Linked DNA regions of Zea mays: region 2 is linked to region 1. The links are chromatin contacts, called in public Hi-C maps. All regions are on one chromosome and are shown on one strand. Each heading gives the region's core, a stretch centred on a gene start, on an enhancer-like site or on the middle of the called end of the contact. The rest is flanking DNA. Distances are from core to core; before and after follow the strand shown.

Region 1 (3,169 bases), core at 237-2,736:
CCAAGAAATTGACTTGTACGACTTGCAAACGGGCATCATAAACAGGTAACGCGCTACGACATATACTCGCATACGTGGTGCATCTACACAACAGTCCCGCACCCGATAATGAAATGAGAGTAATTTTATCGACGCGCATTGAGAGCTTATTTGGATACTCTATTATTCATCCAAATACACATGAGTTAAAGACAATTGAGGCGTAAATTAAACTAATTTATATATAATCTATCTCAAACCATATGTATCGTGGTGAATAATAGACTCTTCAAACATAGCCGGCTGATCTGATTTCACCCGCTTTCATTGTCATGCTTGCCATATCATAGCAAATCCGAAGCGAGCACGAAAAGAATGGCGATCACTGTGGTTGCAGCCCTTACACAGGCTGCTTTACCACTTCACTGACAGACCGCAGGTACTACCTGCTGCAGCGACCACTCTATTACCAGTACGTACCTGGTAGTACGTACATGCGCCGAGCTACTGTGTACGGTTACCAACCAAAATGACGCGTGTTCGCGGCGCCGTGGAAGTGCGCGCCGGCCCGAGTTTCCCCCATACCGAACCGAGCCGACGAGCGGTGACTCAGCATGCACCAGCTGCCCCCCATTCGGCGCCTGCCCGCATGCAGTGCACCGGGCCACCGCCGCTCGGCACTGGCAGGCACCAGCAAGCCCGCAACGTGCGGCACACCGCACACCGGACTGTCAGCCGCGGCCGGCCGCGCCCCCTGCATCTTGCAGCGGCAGTTCTCTCATCTCTGCACGGCGTGGCTCCTATCTGCGTGCGCCTCGCTTTTTCCCAGGTTCACCTCCCCTCGCCCCCATCGTGGCCACGCCAGCGCCCAACCACCGCTCGCCGGCCCGCCTCCCCCCACGCAAGCCCTGTACACGTGTCCACCGGTACCGCGACCGACCACCTTCCCACTGATTGCGACCGCCCCAACCACGTGTCCCTTCTCCATCACTACACCCGTTCCCTCGTGCTCCCGCCCTGAGACTCTCTTTCTCGCTGGCAGGTGGGCGACGCTTCAGCCAGTCCCCACATGTCATCGAATCCTGAACAAAGAGCGGTAGGGAAGAGTACGTACTACTGTGGAGTCCGGATATTTTTCTGGGCAGCCCGAGAGACAGAACCCATGTGGTGGGGACCGCAATAGTAGGCATCAATAAATCAGCTGCCGAGGCGGACTGCCCCACCCACCCCAGGAGCGCCACGTGTGTGCAGCACAGGGATTAGGCGATAAACACACCATCAAACTTCCTCGTGGGCCCGCACCTCGCCCGCCTCGGTGGCCGATGCACACCACGTGTCGATCGCGCTGAGCAAGATACCGGCACGCGTCCGGATCCTGCCGGGACGGACGGCCCCGGTGCGCCGGACCAGGAGCACGTCGCAACAGCTGTACGTGTCGAGGCGCTGCCCGTGACGGCGACGGCCCCCCTGCCCGGCTGCCCCTGCCCGCCTCGCCTCGCCTCTCTTGTACTGCCCCCACGAAGCATTCGTGCTCGTTTCGCCTCGCGCCCGCGCTGCTGTCCTGCTGCTGCTATTTTGCCATTGCATCCATTTCCGGGGGACGGAGTGGAGGAGGAGGGCGTCGCCTGCGTTGCTTCGCGTGGGAAGCGTAGCGTGCTTCGTTTAGGCCTCTCGCCAATATCCGAGGGTTAATCTAGAGAGGCCTTTGGCTTTGCCAGACGCGCCTGTACGCGCCTTTCTGGGAGGCAGCCGCTTGCTCTCGCCTCCAATGGCCGAGATCTGCTGCGAAGAAGCCAAGTCCACGCCGGCGACCGCCGTGGCTGCGGCTTCAGTCTCCGCCACGGCCGCTGCGGCCGCCGCCGTGGCAGTGGCCTCCTCGGCGTTAGAGAGGAGGCGACGCAGGTTGGAGATGAGGAGGTTCCGCGTCGCGGGCGATCCCGAGGCGCCGGTCGCGGAGGACGTCCGCGCCGCCAAGCGGCAGAGGCTGGCGCGCACGCTGTCCAGCACCTGCCCCGACGCGGGCTCAGGCTCGGGCTCGGACTCCGACAGGCCTGCCCTACCGGAGCGGTTGCCCAGGTACGGGGTCACCTCCGTCTGCGGCCGACGCCGCGAGATGGAGGACACGGTCTCCGTTAGGCCGGACTTTGTGCCCGGCACCAGCAAACAGCACTTCTTCGGCGTCTTCGACGGCCACGGCTGCTCCCACGTACGCCATACTCGTACACGACGCGCGCGCATCTAGGAGTTTAAATCCCTTTTGCGGAGTTCTGTATGCTGATCGCAGTTTCGCGCTTTTGCTGTAGGTAGCAACCATGTGCCAGAACATGATGCACGAGGTGGTCGCGGACGAGCACAGGAAGGCAGATTGTTCTGGCGAAGAGACGGCGTGGAAGGCCGTGATGGAGAGGAGCTTCGCGCGACTGGACGAGCAGGCCGCCAGCTGGGCGACCAGCCGCAGCCGCGACGAGCCCTCCTGCAGGTGCGAGCAGCAGAAGCCCTTGCGTTGCGATCACGTGGGGTCCACCGCCGTGGTCGCCGTCGTCAGCCCCACCCACGTTGTCGTCGCCAACGCCGGCGACTCCCGCGCCGTCCTATCCCGCGCCGGCGTCCCCGTTCCGCTGTCCGTCGACCACAAGGTCTGTATACTCGTGCATCACGGGGCTGAGGGCGCTGCGCCTCCTCCCCTGTCCCCTCCCCGCGTCTTCGTCGCCTGTCCGTGAGCCTGACGTGCTCAACTTCCTGATTCGTTCAGCCTGACCGGCCTGACGAGCTGGCGCGCATCAAGGCGGCGGGCGGCCGCGTCATTTACTGGGACGGTGCTCGTGTTCTCGGCGTCCTCGCCATGTCTCGAGCCATAGGTGAGCTGGGCTCATTCGGGGTCGTTTTGGGTCCACTCGTTGGACTTGAACTGACGGGTTTATGCGCGCGCGTGCAGGCGACGGATACCTGAAGCCGTTCGTGTCGTCGGAGCCGGAGGTAACGGTGACGGAGCGCACCGACGACGACGAGTGCCTGATCCTGGCCAGCGACGGCCTGTGGGACGTCGTGACCAACGAGATGGCGTGCGAGGTCGTCCGCGCGTGCTTCCACAGCAACGGTCCGCCGGCGCCGGCCGCTCGGGCGAACGGCGCGGCCCTCCGGGCAGCCGAGAACGGATCCGCGGCCGCCAAGGGCGTGAGCGTGGAGGATT
Region 2 (3,169 bases), core at 485-2,984, 410 kb before region 1:
AAATAGCCATTAGTTGTTAGCTTGGCTTAACTAAACTAAAACTAGCTAAAAATTATTAGTTGACTAATAATTATCTCTAGAGTGTAGAGGTTTGGAACAGGCCTTAATAACCCCGGTGCCCACCTAGCATGTGCGGTTTTGAATTTTGACCGAAGTGTATGACAGAGGACAGACAGCGGAGGAAATCTTCTTAACTCGTGCTCTGCGCATTGCAGTGTCCTATCCTGTCTTCTTCTTCTAAAATTTATATATGGCCGAGCTAACCGATGAGACACGTTCATGCACCGCACCGACCACTAAAATAATGGAAGTGTCAGGAGTAGTGCAGCAGCAGGCAGCGGGGCTACTCGTAACAATCACGCTTGACTAGTGAAGAGGGCCATGATTATTATTGTAGCTAACAAAAGTGCCCGGCACCGGCGCGTGGCGAGCATTGCCTGGCCGCCAGGCCGTGGCGGAGAGAGACCGTACGTGAGCTGTTGAACTCGACTCGAGCCGCAGCGAGGGTCTGTCGCGACGGCGAGCTGGAAGGAACCGGCAGTGTGCGTCGCGCTGACGGGTGGGCGAATGAATGATAGCTTGCAGCCGGGGCGAAAAGGGGGCTGACGGGCCGGCCTCGCCTTTAACCTGCGGTACTTGTTGCTTCCGGGGTGTGATTACCTTATAGCTTCAATGCGCTGCCTCCCCTGCTTGTGCTTGGAACGGAAGGCAGGCATCGTATTCACCGCACCCTGTACGCGCGTACTACTGTTAGCTTCCATGCATGGACCCCATGACCCATGCCGGAGAGGAGGTAGATGAGAACATAACTCCGACGGATCGACGTACTGCCACTGCCACGGAGATTGGGATGATTGGACAATTGGCTGGGCAAGTTTTCAACTCGTGGAGATTGGAACTGTTCTAGGTTTACTTCTACATCACGGTATAACAAGAAAGATCACAGTCAATTCAGTTCAGAGCCTTCATGTTGCCGCCGATGCCACCGGCGGCCAAAGGCCCTACCTTTTCGTGTTCTTTCGGCCAGGCCAGGACAATACATACGTACGTACCTATCTCGCGAACTAATCATGGGGCGGGGTACGTTAGTCCAAGTGCTTTAGCGAAAGGCGCTTGTTTTCGGCGCAAAACTGGCCAAAGTTCCGGCCGTGCGGAAAGACCACCAGTCAACAGTCATCAGTGCGTCGAACTTGTCGGGTTTAAGCGGAGTAGGTTCGTCTCGAGTACAAACGAAACGATACAATACAGCCAGCGAGCACCCAGCGTCACAAGGACACTGGCGGACTGCGCTGCGTGCGCGCACTCACAAACAATACGCAACAGAGTATTATCGCCACCAATGCTTTGCCAACAGCCGCAGGGGAACCGAATTGGAAATGTAGTGTACGTGCGATTGTACTACAAGATGGTTGTGCTGGCACGCACGTGTAGATTTTCCTCGTGATGTTTGCACCCCTACGACCTGAGTGGAGCGGTAAAAATGTTTAGCAAAAAATGCGAGAGAGCTCCTAGGAAGCTACAAAAATATCCGTGACTAGCCCAGCTGGCGCTCGCCAGTACCGAAACCACAAGACGACAGGCACAAGAACGCGGCTGCTTCGTCCCTGCGACAGGGACGCGTGACGCGTCTCTGTCTCTCGTAGTCTCGCTCCGGCTGCCCCCTCCCTCGCCCCCCATCCCATCCCGTCTCTCCGCGTCACCATCACCACCCCTCCACTGACCACTGTGCAGTGCTCCTGCGCACCCCGCGCCACCTCCATAAAACCCACCGCGACCGCGAGCCGGCCGAAGCGGAACCCCCACCCCGCGGATCCAACACGAGAACCCGTCACCATCCTCGCATCACATGCGCGCATAGGCCCCGGCCGCAGGGTCGCAATCACCACCATGCCGCCAGCGCTGCTCGCTTGTCTCCTCATCCTGCTCGTCGCCGCGCCGCGGCCGTGGTCTGTCGCCGGCGAGCCGGGCGGGGCCAAGCCTCGCGCGTTCCCGCTGCGCTCGCGGCAGGTGCCGGTGGGGGCGCTGCCGCGGCCGCCGAGCAAGCTGCGGTTCCACCACAACGTCAGCCTCACCGTCTCGCTCGCCGTCGGCACGCCGCCGCAGAACGTCACCATGGTGCTCGACACGGGCAGCGAGCTCTCCTGGCTGCTCTGCGCGACGGGGCGCGCCGCGGCCGCTGCTGCCGACTCGTTCCGCCCCAGGGCCTCGGCCACGTTCGCCGCCGTGCCCTGCGGCTCCGCGCGCTGCAGCTCCCGGGACCTGCCGGCGCCGCCGTCCTGCGACGCCGCCTCGCGCCGGTGCCGCGTGTCGCTGTCGTACGCGGACGGGTCCGCCTCCGACGGCGCGCTCGCCACCGACGTCTTCGCCGTCGGCGACGCGCCGCCGCTGCGGTCCGCGTTCGGCTGCATGTCCGCCGCGTACGACTCCTCGCCCGACGCCGTCGCCACGGCCGGGCTGCTGGGGATGAACAGGGGCGCGCTCTCCTTCGTCACCCAGGCCAGCACGCGCCGCTTCTCGTACTGCATCTCCGACCGGGACGACGCCGGCGTGCTGCTGCTCGGCCACAGCGACCTCCCCTTCCTGCCGCTCAACTACACGCCGCTGTACCAGCCCACCCCGCCGCTCCCCTACTTCGACCGCGTGGCCTACTCCGTCCAGCTCCTCGGCATCCGCGTCGGCGGCAAGCCCCTGCCGATCCCGCCGTCGGTTCTCGCGCCGGACCACACCGGCGCAGGGCAGACGATGGTGGACTCCGGCACGCAGTTCACCTTCCTCCTCGGGGACGCCTACTCCGCCGTCAAAGCCGAGTTCTTGAAACAAACGAAGCCCCTTCTCCCCGCGCTCGAGGACCCCAGCTTCGCATTCCAAGAAGCGTTCGACACCTGCTTCCGCGTGCCCAAGGGGCGCCCGCCGCCGTCGGCGAGGCTCCCGCCCGTGACCCTGCTGTTCAATGGCGCGCAGATGTCGGTGGCGGGGGACAGGCTGCTGTACAAGGTCCCCGGAGAGCGCCGGGGAGCCGACGGCGTGTGGTGCCTGACGTTCGGGAACGCGGACATGGTGCCCCTGACGGCGTACGTGATCGGGCACCACCACCAGATGAACCTGTGGGTCGAGTACGACCTGGAGCGCGGCCGCGTCGGGCTCGCGCCTGTCAAGTGCGACGTCGCCA

Evidence for each region. A called contact is a pair of places that touch in the nucleus more often than the background predicts.
Region 2: a Hi-C map of tassel shows a contact between it and region 1, with 2.6 times the contacts expected there. The contact joins the promoter of LOC103636512 here to the promoter of LOC103636504 in region 1. A contact is called at or near these places in 2 of 25 Hi-C or Micro-C datasets (ear and tassel).

Annotation. Positions count from the first base shown.
Region 1 is chr8:175,000,759-175,003,927 of Zm-B73-REFERENCE-NAM-5.0, reverse strand. LOC103636504 reads left to right here and starts at 1,486. Exons shown (of 4, transcript NM_001365402.1): 1 at 1,486-2,185; 2 at 2,283-2,615; 3 at 2,732-2,837; 4 at 2,915-3,169. The coding sequence starts at 1,748.
Region 2 is chr8:175,407,255-175,410,423 of Zm-B73-REFERENCE-NAM-5.0, reverse strand. LOC103636512 (aspartic proteinase PCS1) reads left to right here and starts at 1,734. Exons shown (of 1, transcript XM_008658854.4): 1 at 1,734-3,169. The coding sequence starts at 1,888.